4 separate regions of the Mus musculus genome follow, and regions 2, 3 and 4 are each linked to region 1. The links are chromatin contacts, called in public HiChIP or PLAC-seq and promoter capture Hi-C maps. All regions are on one chromosome and are shown on one strand. The core of a region is the stretch at or near the end of the contact, and the rest is flanking DNA. Distances in the headings are between cores, read along the strand shown.

Region 1 (3,682 bases), core at 356-2,855:
TGACACAGAACACTTTGCAGGCCCAGGACTGGGACTCTAGGGTGAGGCTCTTGGAAGAGATCCAGAGAGCTCAGAAAGCTGCGGGAGTAGGTGCTCTTGCCACTCGCCAATGCTCCTTGGACAGTTATTCACCGAGGCCTTTGCCTGCTTAAACAACATCTGGAGAGAGTGGACCCAACCTTTCAGAGGCTACGGGTCCAATAGAGACAAGTGTGAGATGCCAGCAGGGCTCTGGGGGCTGACAAGCCTTTTCTGGCTGATTGATTTCCAACCTCAAATTTCTTACCTACATCTCCGCTCCAGAGCCTTTGCCTTATGGCCGAAAGACAAGGTATCAAACACCGGAGCTGTTGGGGGGTGGGGGACACCTCTGTTTCTGAGCAAGTGTCTGGAGGGCTCCATGGCACTGGAGGAGGAATTCTGGAGAACTGACTGGTACCTTTCTCACCTGCAGTCGAGTGTGGGTGCTACCCCTATACTAAGCTCCAGTCTGTGAGTGAAGACAGCAGGGAGCATGCCGCTGGGCCACTCGGTGTCATTCTCACTTGGAGAAACTTGGAGCATCCCTGTAACTAAAACAAGGACTCCAGTGGCCAGGGCTCTGCAGACTTCGCAAAAACTTCCACCTTTTCTCTCTGAACTCTGAGGTAACGCAGCATTCACATCTGAAGATGAGGCACAGTCTTAAGACTTAAGGAAGGGAGAGGCTGACGCTGTGATTTGCCCTGTTGGTTGGGTAGGCTAGGCTAGAAACCACACCTCCCTATTCTAGAGATATGGTTAGAAATTCATCCAGCCCACCTGAGGCCTGTATGGAAACTGGAGTCAGAACTGTTCCTGTCTCTAAATCCAAGTGACTTTAGTCTGTAGCTGGAAGATGTATTCCTTAAAGGCAACTGGGAAAGGGATTTGGGGAGCTACTCCCACACACCCCAGGGCCACCTTTCACAAAACTTCCGGTGGTTGTGCTAACATTAGACCCTTTTTTTCTGGCAAGCCCCAGAAAAAGGGCTTATTTTTACAAGGAGAAAAAAAAAATCCTCAGGGATTTACTTTTGCCTTAATTTTTAAAAGGACATCTTTCGAGTTAAATTTAGACCAGCTCAGTTTTCCATTAAGAGAAAGTTGCCAGGCACCTACCTGCTCAAAGGCAAAGAATACCCTGGGGAGATGGCTGAACTCGACCTTGGCCCTGAAATGGTCAAGTCTGAACTTGAGACAACATCTGGGTCAACCAACCCTACTATCCCAGTGATGGCTCCCGGCTAGCGAACCCTCCTGTGAGCACCATGTGCAGAGCCCCGCAGCAAACAGAAACTCCTCCCCGGTAGTGCCTCACCTGGCGCGGGCTAGTCCTTAAGTATCAGCTTGCTTGATACAAGTCAGTATCCTATAACCGGTCCCCGCCCAACCCCTCCCAGCACAACCCTAGCCCAGGATGGTCCCAGAGCTGCATCCAAGGTCCCTCAACCGCAGGGTGCTCCACGGTCGGCGGGAGGCGGTAGCGCCCCCGCTCAGAGCCCGGTTCGCTCCCGCCCCGCTCTCCCTCGGAGTCAGTCTGTCTGTCGGGCCCGCCCTCCCTCCGCGCTCCCTCCTCCTCGTGCTCCTCCGGGGGTGCCGGGCACAGCCTCGGATTCCACCTTCCCGGCTGCTCGAGTCAGTTTCCCTCGCGGCAGCAGCGGGCAAAGGCAGCCGCGGCGCACAGCAGCATCGCAGCGGCCGCCGCGGCTCTCCGTTTGGAGCGGGCGCCGGGCTGAGCTGCCCCTCGTCCCTGCCCGGCCGCGTCTCTAGTCTCCGGCGCCCCTCGCCGCTCCGTTCCCGGCTGTGGCTTCTCTCCGAAGCGGGCGGGGCAGGATCCCGCCATCCAACATCGGGATCCCAGGAGCAGCGTTTCTCCTAGAGCGAGGCGCTCGGCAGACTCGTGCCCCGCCACCCCTGACCGCCGGGGGGTGCCCCAGGGACGCGTCGCCACCAAGAGAAGCAGGCAGAGGGGACCATGCGGCGGCTGACTCGCCGCTTGGCGCTGCCCATCTTTGGGGTGCTCTGGATCACCGTACTGCTGTTCTTCTGGGTCACCAAGAGGAAGTTGGAGGTGCCGCTGGGACCCGAAGTGCAGACCCCCAAGGTATGCCGTTTCGTGGCGCACAGGGCACAGGGCACCGGGCACTGGCAGGTGGAAGGGTGCGTGGTCCACGCACTGGGATTGAGGGTTCAAATGCAGGGGTGTCGAGGTGCTGCGATGGGGAACAGGCGCGGGATGCGGCCATGGGGAGGTGCTTGTGGAATTTAAGAAGCTTGGGGCGTCTCCATATCTTTGGCGTGTGTAAGTGGCAGTGGGCGTGGGTGGTGGGCGCGCGCTCGCAGACAGAGCCGGGCTCCCAACTTAACTAGCAGTCCGGTGGCCAAGGGGGCGCTGCGGACTAGCTACTTTGGGACTGGCGGTCGGTGGGTGCCGCTGGAGGGTCACTGGAGGTTGCTGGGTGAGCGATGCTGGCACCCATGAGAAGTCTGGTGGATTTGCGGACTCCTTCCCTTTGCTGCCAGGCCCCAGAGGAGGAGACGATGACCCGGGTGCTGTGCGCACGTGAACAGCACTAGCGACCCCCCTGGAGGCCTCCCAGCCTTCCCTACCCACCTGGCCTGGCCTGGTGCCACCGGCTCTGTGAACTGTTCCCCAGTTCATTTGCTGCGTTGGAAGTTGAATGCGCTCAGGACAGCACGGAGGAGCCCATAAGAACAGAAACCTTCCTACTGGCAGGGAGTTGTGGAAATGGGAATCCAAGTGGCTTTCCCAACTCTTGTCCAGTCGGTGCAGCCCAGAGGAGTGGAAGGTTCCCCCTACTGGCTCTCTCTTGAGATTCAGAGCCCCTGTCTTTCTTTTCCACAGCCTTGACCAGGGGAAACAGAGCGAGGCTTCTGGGGATTTGCTGGCAGCTAAGCAACCTTTATGAGCCCAGGGCAATCTCTAGGAGTGGGAAAAGACCTTGGAGGAGCCTGTAGTCGGAAAGAGGAAGACATGAACATCTCTGTGTTAAGTAGGAGTGGATCTCACCGATAAGTACAGTAGGGAGGGCCTACTGTGTGCTAAGTGCATAGTTGGTGTTTTCTTCATAAGGAGTTGTTTAATATTGTTCTTATTTCATAGATGGGGAAACAGGCCAAGAGTCTTTAATTAACTCGTCTTAGATCGTTCTGGGTTTGAACTCAGACCTCCACAGAATTTTCCCACTTGGATCCCAATAGACTCTTCTTTTAACCAAAGTACATTTTAAACCAAAGTTTTGGAATCTTGCCAATATTAGTTGATCGAAATAAGCATTTAGTTTAGCACCCATGGAGCTAGGCTCGGTGCCATTGGATGCAGAGATGCAGGATTTTCTCCTTGGTGGAGGGTGGTCTGCTCATCAGTGGTCCAGGACACGCAGGATTGATAGTCAAGTGGGGTCACTGCACTGGGTGTCATGGGAGCCCGGCCACTGCTGGAGGAGGTACAATAGGTGAGTTGAGAAGGATGGATCAGTGGCCCGTAGGCAGAGCACATTCCAAATAGAGAATAAGCCAGCTTTGAAGGAACAAGACAGCATGAAGCCTGTGGCGGTCAGAGGAATGAGACAGGGACAGTGTGTGTGTGGGTCTAGTCAGGAAGGACCATGGAAGCTGTGGGTGGTTAAGCAGGGTAGTG
Region 2 (3,682 bases), core at 824-3,323, 460 kb after region 1:
CCTTCCCCATTTATTTACATATTTATTTACTCACACTGGCTGGAGCTGGTGCCTGCTTACTGTATTCTGTGAGGTGTAATTCCCTCATATCATGGGTTGTCTGATGGCCTTCCTGTTGTGGCTATGCCTTAGCTTGGTTCCTGTAGCTCATCTTGTCCTCGTGGTGGGACTGAGAACACACTTAGTAAGTCTGTGAGAGGGTTCCCAGAGAGGAATGTTATTCTGGCTCTGACATAAAGAATAAACTTAGCCCGTGATGGGCTCAAAATCGGAACAGACTTCTGGCAAGCAAGACACACGCTCGACCTGGCTGGAGGAAGTAGGTCGCTGGTGCATCTTTCGAGCCTGCATCTTACCTTTTCTGTTCTGACCTTCTCTCTGCTTCCTGGTCCGTGTGCTGAGCCGCATTGCTCCTTTAGAGATTCCTTTTGGTCCCTATCAGGGAGGCTCTCAGCCCAACAGTGGTTCCCCCGTGTGTCCTGCCATCTGGCCAGGTGCTGTCTGAGAAAACACTAGGACAATGTTTGCTCCTGTTCTCTCATAAATATCTGGTAGAGTTTTCTAGAGGTATCTCACATGAGATAATCAACAGATGGCGGAATTCCTCTTCTAGTAACACACACACACACACACACACACATACACACACAGAGTAAAACTGTTCTATGTCCCATACTCAGCTTTTGTTTGCTTCAGAAAATAGCTATCTCCACAAAATGGAATATTTATATTAACACATAATAGAGATTATATAAGTACTTAAAACATTTGTTGCAGTAGGTACTGATCGCACGTAATCTGTAACTATTTGAGGTCCTGAACAACTTTTTAGATAGTATAAACAGGTCTCTGACCATGAAAAAAAAAAAAAAGACTATTCTATGTTTTTATTTTCTTTTATAGAGTATTTTTGCTAGTGGTTTTTGAAGACAGAGCTGCACTTCTCCACCCCCACATCCTTCTCCTCTAGAAGCTGCTAGCAGATGAGGAGGTCTCCATCAATTGCCTCGCCCCCACAGAGCCCCATGTGGCCTCAAGAGCCTGTTCCCATCTCAGGCTTGGCTCAGTGCCGGGAAAGCAGGCTCATCCCTGACCTGACACACCAGTAAACACAGGAGGACTTCCCGGAACACACGGGCAGGCAACGCTCTTCACACATCAGAAAAATGAGGCTATCGAAAATGAATTTGACTCGTTTATACATCTTTTTAAGGCATCAGGCATGTAAAATAGCTAATCTGCTTTGAATGGGGCTGTAATAAAAGTGTCATTGTCAAGCTGTCCCCAGAGATCAGGGGACAGCAGATTCCTTTCAACCAGGAGACATAGCTGCTCTCCTGCATCCATCCCACTGTGGTTAGAAAGAACTGGTTTGTGTTGGTCAGTCCAGAGGTATCTTAGCCCCTGGCATGAGAAGCTAATGATAAAACAAGATCTTATATGGGGGCTGGTTTGTTCCTTTGTCTTTTGTTTTTTATTTTTAGCCTGAATGAGGTAGAGGGGATGGTGTGTCTAGGGCACTATCCTATCTCACAGAGAAATCAGATCCAGTCTCTGCCCTCGGGTCTTGTGATACTGCAGGGCTGCACCCAGGACAGGCCTGGAGCAGAGGAGCCACGGCCCCGCAGGACTTCTCAAAGGCCAGCCAGCCACAAGCTGGGGAAACACTCCTCTATTCTCCCACCTGATGAGTAAGAATTATGTGGAGTGTGGGCAGGGCGTGGGCGGAGCCTGGGGGAACCTGGGCGGAGCCTGGGTGGGGTAGACTCTGTTTTCTAAACATCCCAAGTGATGGCCATATAGTACAGAGGAGCTTAGGCTCTCAATTCCAGATGAGGCTTTCCCAGGTCTCCCATAGCAGCCCCCACAGACATTTTATAAACCACGAGGCTCAGTGGAAAAGGGAAACGGACAGTCTTTGTTGAAATACTATTAAAACTTTGAGAAGATAATCACCACACAGAACCCAATATCCTGATGATTACCCAAGTTTCCTCCCACACAGCCTGTCCTTGGTCTTCGGCCAGTTTCCACAGCAGCCTCTTCATCCTGGTGGCTCTGCTAAGTAAGCCCTCAGGAGGCTTCCCCCAGGTGGCTGATAGAGGGGGCTTAGACAACCTGGGAAAGAATGAAGTCATCTCCAGGCAGGGGAGGGGCCAGAGGGAGGGCCTTCTCAGCTCTTTTCAAGCTCCTTTCCTATTCACAATGAGCTTGTGTTTCCTCAAAGCCTGGTTGGGGGGTTAGTCAGTGCTGTCTCCTGGCAGCAGAGCCAACCCCTCATTTGCCTCTGTTCACCATGGTCTTAGTTAGGGTTTCCACTGCTGTGAAGAGACTTCAAGGCAGCAACATGACAGCATCCAGGCAGGCATGGTTGAAGAGGAACTGAGAGTTCTACATCTTCATCTGAAGGCAGATAACAGAAGACTGACTTCCAGGAAGCTAGGAGAAAGTTCTCTCAAAGCCCACCCCCACAGTGACACTCTTTCTCCAACAAAGCGACACCTCCTAACAGTGTCATTCCCTGGGCCAAACATATTAAAAGCACCATAACCATCAGCAATCGCCCACTGCTATCCCTGGCTCATCACCTGTACCCAATAGGAGCTGACCAGGGGGACCGAGTCTACCCTCCAGTCCCTGACAATGACTGCTCAGGAAAGGCACTTCCTGTGGTAATTTCAGTCTTGCAGAATGAAGGAGACGAAAAATAGATTCTCTCTCCGGCCAACCCCTGGGACAAAATGTCAGTGAAAGATGCATCAATGCCCTGGTTGTCAGTAAAGAGAGCCATGACTGGCCACAGGAGACTCGAATGCTCATCTGTCGCTTGAGGGTGTTTTCTGGAAATGGTGCTGTCCACGATACTCTGGGCAGTGAGGAGATAGCCGCCTTGTGGTGTCTGAGTTGATGGCTTGTGCTCAGCGGCTGGGGACACAGGGCCATCAGCCCTGCCTACACACAAGCTTTGGCATCAGGGTTTGTCAAGCCTTGGCACTGGGTTCTACCCCTGATTTACTGTCTCCACCTCTGTCCAGCTAGCTTTATACCCTGGAAGGTGGCACACCATAGTCAGTGGTTTGGGGTTTTTTGTTCTTTTGGGTTTGTGCTTGTTTGTTTCTGTTTCTGAACGGAGTGAACATAAGGGTGCGAAGGGCCAAGACCTCAGCATGCCAGCTTCCTCCTGTTGTATGCCTACGCCCCACATCTAGTAAAGCTCAAACTATTCACAAGTAAAGTCAACTTGCACATTACCTATTGCTTCTAGAACCTCCAAGGCCAAATGCTCACTTTATACACAAGGAGCCAGAGGCCCAAGTTTCAATTCTGATGGTTAACAGCAGCAGACTGGATCCTAATTAGAGTCTGCTGCAGAGCTTGAAAACCCCTGGGGTCCAGACTATCCACCTGAGCCATTAGGATGGGGCATGGCTGTGAGTATTAAAGTGTTACAGTGAACCAGGTGCCAGGTTTGTGGGCCGTGGTCTCAGGGAAGGAAGTAGAGTCAGGGCCTGTGGCCAGGCTGGTAGAACTCCTGCATATCCCTCTTGCCCATCTCCTACTCCCCACTCCAGCTCCCACCCTACCCCACCCTCCGTTCCAGCCCCTGTTCACTTCCTACAAATCTTGGTCCTTGTTAAGCTGTGGCAGAAAAAGCTTCCAAGAAGGGCTTGCTGGAGGAAGG
Region 3 (3,682 bases), core at 377-2,876, 380 kb after region 1:
TGAGAGACCTAACTCCAGCACCAGCTCCCTGAAGCACAACAGCCATACTTCTCTATAAAGCTGTCATCAAAGGCACTACCCACCAGGCTGCCCAGTGCCTGTCTGCTGGAAAGGGTTAAGAGCATGACCCCACCCCAAGAGCAGACCTAGAAAATGTCCTCTTTATCCATAACTGTAGTTCTGTTTTTAATCTAAGGGAAGTTATGACACCCTCCTTTTTCCCTCAGTACCTGAAAGACTAAGTATTATCTTCCCCGACAGCAGCTTCTAGTAGCCTAGATTTTGAGTACGGTTAGCTCCAGTTGTCACACACATACGTATACAAAGTCATCACACATCTCATGGTCTTTCTGAAAGTGGAGAATACACCTAAAGGGCTGCACTGGTCATCCTGCTATGGTCCTCCTGATGGGGACCCTCAGTGTCAGCCATAAAGATAAAGGGAACAAGAAACACTTGTCCCATAATAAATGGAGGGAGACAGTATGAGGAGCTCACGCCAGCATCCCAGTGTCAGGATCAACCATTATGATGGATATTCAAGGAGGGAGTTATCAACATAGCCAGAACCCAGGGCAGGCCCAGGACAAAGAACAGGTAGACGTGCTATGGAAAGGAAGGGCTCAGAAGTCAGAGAGCTGTTACAGACTTTTGGAGATGTGTTCCTTGGTTACTGACTCCCATCTCACAACCCATTTTTCTCCTGCGTTTTGAACCAGGGGCTGGACATTGATGCCACCCAACTTCAGAGCCTTCTCAATCAGGAGTTCCTAACAGGTACATCAGCTCGAAGGCCTGCTGCCCGCCGCGCCCCCCGCCCCTTATCCCCATGTGTCCTCCCTCAGTGACATGTCAGTCTTCTTCCTCAGGGCCTCCAGGGGACACTTTCTCCTTGGACCAGTGCCAAAGCATCATGGCCCTGATGGATGTATCCTTTGCAATCAATCCCCTCCTCCTGCAGCCCGAGGAACCCACCTCCCCCTGTGGGCTTGCCTGGGATTCTAATTACATACCAGCTCCCTCTGAACCTAGCTTATCATCACAGCCATAGCAGTAGTCACTACTGACTGGGTATCACAAGGAAGTGCATTTGTAATGCTTGCAACAGCCCTTGAGATGCAACAGCTATTATCCCGCTGAACAACAGAAGACACAGGGGCCGCAGAGGTTAACTATGTTCACCTATCTAACACAGCTGGTTGGAGGTTATGCATGGATTTGAAATAGACGTTGAAGCATCCAAGTCCCGTGTTCGAACCTCAGCCGATGCTACCTTCTGCAGTCAGAGCTATTTTCCCTTCGCCCTTTCCTCCAACACTGGAGCAGGCTTCACTGCTTGGATTCCTTACTCAAAAGGCTCCTAATTGAAAAAGATAAGTATCCAAACCTCACAAACCTTCTTGTTCTGCAGAGCACAGTAGTGGAACTCTTTATGGCTCACGTGGCTGTTTTGTCCCTGTAGACAATGATCTTGGTCTAGCTTCATGGCCGTGAGGAGCACAGGACCAAGAACCAAACTTTAACTGTGTTTATTCTCGTCCCAACACCCTCTCCAAGAACCCTTCCTCCTGTACTGACCCCCCTCCCCAGACAGGAGAAACACTGGCCATGTAGGAGGGATCCCAAACCTGGCAGCTCCTCCCCAGGCTGTAGCTGTCTCCAGAGAGAGACAGATCACCCCCCTTTCACATGGTTAACAAGGCTCGATTGTGAATTCGAAGCCAGCCATTGTCGAACAAGAAGGCTTCTTGATGGAATCATAAATCAGCCCTGTCTCGGCTGGCTGTGGTCTGGAGTCACTGGAGACACACAGAAGAATCCAAATGGCCCTTGCAGCCCTGTGGCCGGGCACCCAACTGCGGGAGGAGGAGAAAGGGGTAGAAAAGACCTGTGCATTGTACTGAGAGACTGCAAATAGAGCCTCCCCTGGGGTCCAGGGCTAGGGTAGTATGGTAGCTCTCAGAGTTCAATTATTTTTTCCCTGCATTAGTTGCCTGTCAAAAGGGGTGGCCGGGAAGCATTTATAAACAGGAAGCAATCCAGCGACACAGGGCCCAGGGATGCCACATTTACCTATCCACACTATTTCTGTATTTGCATATTCCTCCTCCCCACTCCTGCCAGGGAGCCCAGCCAAATGGTGGTTGGGGCCCCTCTCTCTATCTCTTCTGCTAGATATAACTGAAATTGATGCCTCGCTCTCAGAGATCTTTCCTTCTAACAATACATTTTATTTTGGAAAACAAATCTAAACCAGGTCACCTTCAGATAGAGTGGGAGCCAGCTGGCAAGGGGCCAGCGTGGCGCTGGGTTACTAGCTGAAGGATGGAGTGGCTCTGGCTTCATTAGCAGGACAAACAGCTCCCCTTCCCCACTGCCACCCTGGAGAGCTTAGCCCTTAACACCCCCTCCAGCTGAAAGTGAATGGGCGGCTAGATCAGGAAGAGTTTGCAAGACTCCGAAGTCGCCTTATCCACTGCCAGGTATGGTCACATTGTCTGTGGCATGACTAACTTATTTAACCCGGGTGAGCAAGTGTTTATTCGGTGTCCCACACTGGGGTATGAAAGGATGGGAAATGTCACCCCATCCTCAAAGTCACCTCATATTTGGCTTAGAGAGACATACAGACCACCGGGCCTGAAGTACCGGAGTGGCGGGACCAAGAATGTTCTATGAAGCTGGGGAAAGAGGTTACTTTGGACGGTGTCTAGAACTGCCATGCTATAGATGGAAACACTCATTAGTCTGAACCCATGTCTTTCTATATCGATGCTTCTCTGGGAGGATCTACCAAAACAAACCCAGTTGGCTTATGGCCTGGGTATGGCCTTCATTGTCCTCAGGACAAAGTCTAACACCTCAAAGCAGCGCACAGACCTCCTGAGTTAAGACTCTATTTTTAAGTCTAGAAGAGGCCATTTGTACTCATTCTACTTCCTCTGAAACACAACTCTAAGATGCCTCGCTGTCCCCTATAAATGCCAAGCCTTTGTTCCTCTGCCCCCCTCTCCCTCTCCCATCTGCATGCCCCAAGCCTGGTCATTGCTCATCCATCCTAAGGATGAAGGCAGCTTCAGGCATGCCTTCCCTGCCAAGTCTTTCTTGCCAGAGTCCCTATGACCTGATTATTGTTGATTCTGACTCCTCAGTCACCTTCTGAGACACCTTCTGGCAGACACCTGTAGGGCAAGCCACGTTGTTTGCTTTAATATTTTGCACTTAAAAAGAACTTTTCCTTATTTTAAAAGTGATGTCTACTGACAGTAGAAAACATAGGTGAGGAAAAAAAATAAACGCAGGAAAGAAAACATTAGCTTGCCAAAGGGGAAGTATTAAGACCCAGTTAATGGGTTCCAGAATGTATTCTGTAATAGGCATGTTTATACAAACTAAATAAAAGTATAATCCAGCCAGGCATGATGACACACATCTGTAACCCTAGAAATTAGGAAGCTGAGGTGGGAAGATTATGAGTTTAAAGCCAGCTTTGGCTTCATAGAGGAAACCCTATGTTAAATGAATGAGTTCATAAGTAAATAACGTAATCAGTCAGTCAGTCGTATATACACGTATACACAACTCTTTAAAAAGATAAATAGCACCAATATATCATATGGCTAATCATGTCATTGTTTCTGAACATTTTCAAAGGCTGAATCAGTATTCCTGTGCAGCTCTG
Region 4 (3,682 bases), core at 586-3,085, 350 kb after region 1:
AACCACACTAAGAACAATGTAGAACAACCAGAACTGAACTGAGCACGGGCTCCTCATAAGACTGCCAGCATTGCTGGGTGGATAGACTAACCATGACACGCTCTGCCCTTCTAGGTAACAAAGAAAGCTGGAAAATTACCCCAGGAACTTTGGTTGGTATGATGACTCTGCCTCTACACTTATCATAAGTCTGGTGGCCGGTGTTTAGTCCCCCAAGACCCACAGAGTGAAAGGGGAAAGCTGTCTCCAACAAGATGTCCTCTGACCTCCACATACATACTGTGCTACACACACACACACACACACACACACACACACACACACACACACACACACACAATGTAGTAAAAGCTCCCTAGTATCTACGGACCTCTGTAGGTCTCTTCTTAATACTGTGAACTTAGACTCCACTTCTAGAAAACACACAGTGCCCATGCACCTAGGATGCTTTGCCCAGAAAAATTCTTTCCATGTCAAGCACACCTGCATGGTTTTTGAAGGGTTTAAGTACTATCCATATGTCTATCTTCTTCACCCAGGAAACACAGGCCATGGCTACATTCCTGACCATCAGTCAGCTTACTTTTTTGTCTATATTGAATATTATTTATGCACATATATCAATACTTTATAAAATACACACACACACACACACACACACACACACACACACCTGGCAACAGTCATTCTATCCGGTGTTCTTGCATAGAAAAAGCATGTTTGATCAGTCCTAGTAATGAGAGAAGAATGAGATGATCATGATTCCTAAGATAAAACTGGCCAAAACCGGCCCCCTTGTCCCAGAGCACCCTTGTTTGTTTATCATGACGCCTTTCTGGGTGCTAAACAGAACAGTCATAAAAGTTGATAAGTCACAGTTCCTCAGAATCACACTGTCCCTCTCAGTCTCATTTGATCTCAACCTTAGCCTTCTAGGTAATTCTTTTATCTTACCATTTGACAAATGGGAACTGACTCAAGATAAAGTAAGTGTGTTGCCTAGTAACTGTTATTAAATAATAAGAGGCAAAAACCAAACACCAGGCACCATTCTACCAACTGGACAGTATCCACTCTATCTATACACAAGTAGTCCAAAGTTGAATGAATGGCCTTCTTGAGTACCCTTTGGGACTATAATTAACTTTCCTTAATGACCCTCAATAGCATCCCTATTTTCCGAACTTTATTCCAACACAGCTTACTGGTTGCTTCAGGAGGACCATTCATCCAGTTGTATCACAGCCAGTTGTAGTACCCTGGCTTGTTAAAGACCATGAAAACATCTTTTCCTTGTTTCCACTGACATCTCAGTCTCTGTCTCCATCCCTGCTCTGTTATCGTGTCCTCCGGTGTGTACGACCATCCTGAGTCATCCAGCTTTGCAAAGGGTGGTGTGGGTGAACACTCACATCCACCCACTTTAGCAAGCTCCCCTGGGAGAGACATACCCTCATCCAATTCAGCCCTACACTGCAAGTCCTGATGCTCCATCCAGTCCAATGGAAACCAACAAAGACACTTAGAAGGCTGGCTTTGTAATGAATGTTCCTCATTTGCTGATGTCCCCGGGTGAACCGCTTAGAGTTGAATACTAAAGATGAAAGTGGTCTGCTTTGGAGAGGAACATCTGGCACATTTATGCTCTTAGCAGTAAGAGCGCTGGGCACTTTCACTTCTCTCTTACAATAGCAAGGCCAGTGTGACACGAGGACAGAAAGGTCAGAGTTAGGCTGTCACTGTTCAGTCCTCCTGAGCCAGCCACAGAGTTCTGCCTCCAGGCCTTCCGCCCATTCTGTCTTCATTATTTGAGGTGCATTTGCAATATGCCTGTCATGCTTCCTTCCCAGAGCCCTGAGCTCTGGGTCAGCTGTCCTGCCTTGTCACAGCCCTGTACCTGCCACTCCTCTTGTTATTTAACATATGTTCCCCCTGCTGCCCTGTGTGTGCAAAAAAAGATCTGGAGTCTCCTGTGTCTGTTTGAAGCTCACAAAGGATATGTCAAAATAAAGCTACAGTTAATTGCAAAGTACACCCCACGCATCCTTCTTCCCTGCCTGGATTTCCCTGAGCTGCTTGCCCTTTTCTTTCTTGATTTGTACCACACTAGTTTTTCCTTTTGCCCTTGGAGATGACATACATATGCCCTTTGGGCTGGGTTTTGCTCTGGATGGAGTTTGTTGCTGGGTGATAGAAGCTGTGTTCCAACAATATTTTGGCCTTGGTCGGAAAGATGCAGAAGCCCCTTACTGAGCTCCTGTGTCTGAGGGGGGAAGATATCCCAGGGGCAGGGCAATGCTGAGACACAGGAGCTCAGGGACCTCACACATATCCTCGTCTTTCTTCCAGTTCTGGCAGTGTGGCCAGTGGGTGGAAGTAGTGATAGATGACCAATTGCCCGTCATAGGCGATAACTTCCTTTTTGTGCATCCTCGAGGAGGCAACAAGGAATTTTGGCCCTGCCTGATGGAGAAAGCCTATGCCAAGTAAGTGTGGGCAAGTGTCTGCCCTGTTTCAATGTTGGCTCACCTGCCCTGTGTCTTGCCCTTACAGATGCTTCCTGCCCCCTGGCCCTGCAGCTTGAATATCTTTTATCAATGCAATTAATGTCCTGAAGGTGGAGGGGGGTGGCCCACACCTTTGATCCCAGCATTGGGAAACTGAATGGGGCATATCTTTGAAGCCAACTTGGTCTACAAAGTGATACCCAGGCCAGCCATGGCTACCTAGTGAAACCTTGTATCAAAACAAATAAATAAACAATGTCCATTTGAGCATTAAAGCTTTTGTTACAAAGCGAAACAATTTCGTAAGTGATTGCCAAATGCAAGGTTTGGTCCTGAGGCTGTGAGGAGGGACACACAGACACAGAGTTAGGTGTGGAATCGGTAGCCCCAAGCTCATGTAACATAGATGATAGACAGATATAAGAATCCAGATGAAATATGGCATTTGAACTAGAATGGTTCCAGCATCCTCCCATGGGTATTAGAAACCGCAATGCTCAACATCCTTCCATAAAATAGAATAGTATTTGCATATAAACTATATAATCCTATATGCCCTAAATCATCTACATATATATTATATATAATATCTAACATGATGTAAACCCTATGCAAAAAGTTGTAATACTATATTGTTTAGGAAATGATGACAAGGGATCTTTGTTTCATGCTCCGTACTGATGAAATTGGTTTCCAACATTTTCAATTCATGGTTGATTTAATAGTGGGTACAAATGTTTCAGAGTCAAAGGACTGACTATAATCCTGCTCGTAGCCTGATGGGGGAAGTGATCCTGACTCCCTGGCTCACAGAGAGACAAGCTGAGGTTGCTGAAAGAGTGATTGACATTAGAGTGGGGATGAAAGCACAGGTAGGACTCTACAGTGAGGGAAGAGTTATGGGTAGGGCCAGTGAAAAGCAGACAGATAAAAACTTTGGAGAAACACTTCAAGCTGTGGTCCAGGAACTAAGGGCTGTGTGTGGCTGCTATGAGATTAGGTTGGGGGATGGTATATGAGCAGCACTTTTTCCTTCTCTTAGGGTCCACACAGGATGTTCAGGGACAAGCTCAGAATTTGCGGGTACCTCAGATCACATGTTTTCCTTGGGCTTCAAGGGTTGCTTATTCAGCAGATGCCCACTGAACATTTTGCCATACGCCAGGCACTGTGTT

The links. Promoter capture Hi-C pulls out the DNA fragments that hold promoters and counts their contacts. HiChIP or PLAC-seq counts read pairs in DNA pulled down with a chosen protein or histone mark.
Region 2: a promoter capture Hi-C map of stem cell-derived epiblast-like cells shows a contact between it and region 1, with 6 times the contacts expected there. The contact joins the promoter of E330032C10Rik here to the promoter of Galnt14 in region 1. A contact is called at or near these places in 14 of 39 promoter capture datasets (the C10 cell line, cranial neural crest, embryonic stem cells and 7 more).
Region 3: an H3K4me3 HiChIP or PLAC-seq map of neural tube shows a contact between it and region 1, with 4 times the contacts expected there. The contact joins the enhancer-like site here to the promoter of Galnt14 in region 1. A contact is called at or near these places in 17 of 39 promoter capture datasets (the 3T3-L1 cell line, 3T3-L1-derived adipocytes, the C10 cell line and 10 more), 1 of 15 datasets of contacts at CTCF or cohesin (the NIH/3T3 cell line), 2 of 484 Hi-C or Micro-C datasets (embryonic fibroblasts and nephron progenitors), 10 of 115 datasets of contacts at active chromatin or transcription factors (craniofacial prominence, embryonic basal ganglia, embryonic forebrain and 6 more) and 2 of 9 other capture datasets (adipose tissue and liver).
Region 4: a contact with region 1 is called in a promoter capture Hi-C map of pre-B cells. The contact joins the enhancer-like site here to the promoter of Galnt14 in region 1. A contact is called at or near these places in 14 of 39 promoter capture datasets (the 3T3-L1 cell line, 3T3-L1-derived adipocytes, the C10 cell line and 9 more), 1 of 15 datasets of contacts at CTCF or cohesin (large pre-B cells), 7 of 115 datasets of contacts at active chromatin or transcription factors (embryonic basal ganglia, embryonic forebrain, embryonic hindbrain and 4 more) and 1 of 9 other capture datasets (liver).

Annotation. Positions count from the first base shown.
Region 1 is chr17:73,708,374-73,712,055 of GRCm38.p6, reverse strand. Galnt14 (polypeptide N-acetylgalactosaminyltransferase 14) reads left to right here and starts at 1,605. Exons shown (of 15, transcript NM_027864.2): 1 at 1,605-2,125. The coding sequence starts at 1,997.
Region 2 is chr17:73,249,377-73,253,058 of GRCm38.p6, reverse strand. It overlaps E330032C10Rik (RIKEN cDNA E330032C10 gene), which reads right to left and starts at 2,073. Exons shown (of 4, transcript NR_167655.1): 1 at 357-2,073; 2 at 35-190.
Region 3 is chr17:73,323,570-73,327,251 of GRCm38.p6, reverse strand. Capn13 (calpain 13) reads left to right here. Exons shown (of 23, transcript NM_001033444.2): 16 at 720-777; 17 at 870-928; 18 at 2,415-2,483. Among named protein-coding and RNA genes, the nearest start is that of Capn13, 74 kb to the left of the region's middle. Within about 2 kb of position 1,626, at least 19 of the 459 cell types and tissues checked have an H3K27ac peak or open chromatin away from gene starts, as enhancers often do. A contact at or near this core is called in neural tube, where this site is marked.
Region 4 is chr17:73,359,199-73,362,880 of GRCm38.p6, reverse strand. Capn13 (calpain 13) reads left to right here. Exons shown (of 23, transcript NM_001033444.2): 5 at 2,350-2,486. Among named protein-coding and RNA genes, the nearest start is that of Capn13, 38 kb to the left of the region's middle. Within about 2 kb of position 1,835, at least 36 of the 459 cell types and tissues checked have an H3K27ac peak or open chromatin away from gene starts, as enhancers often do. A contact at or near this core is called in pre-B cells, where this site is marked.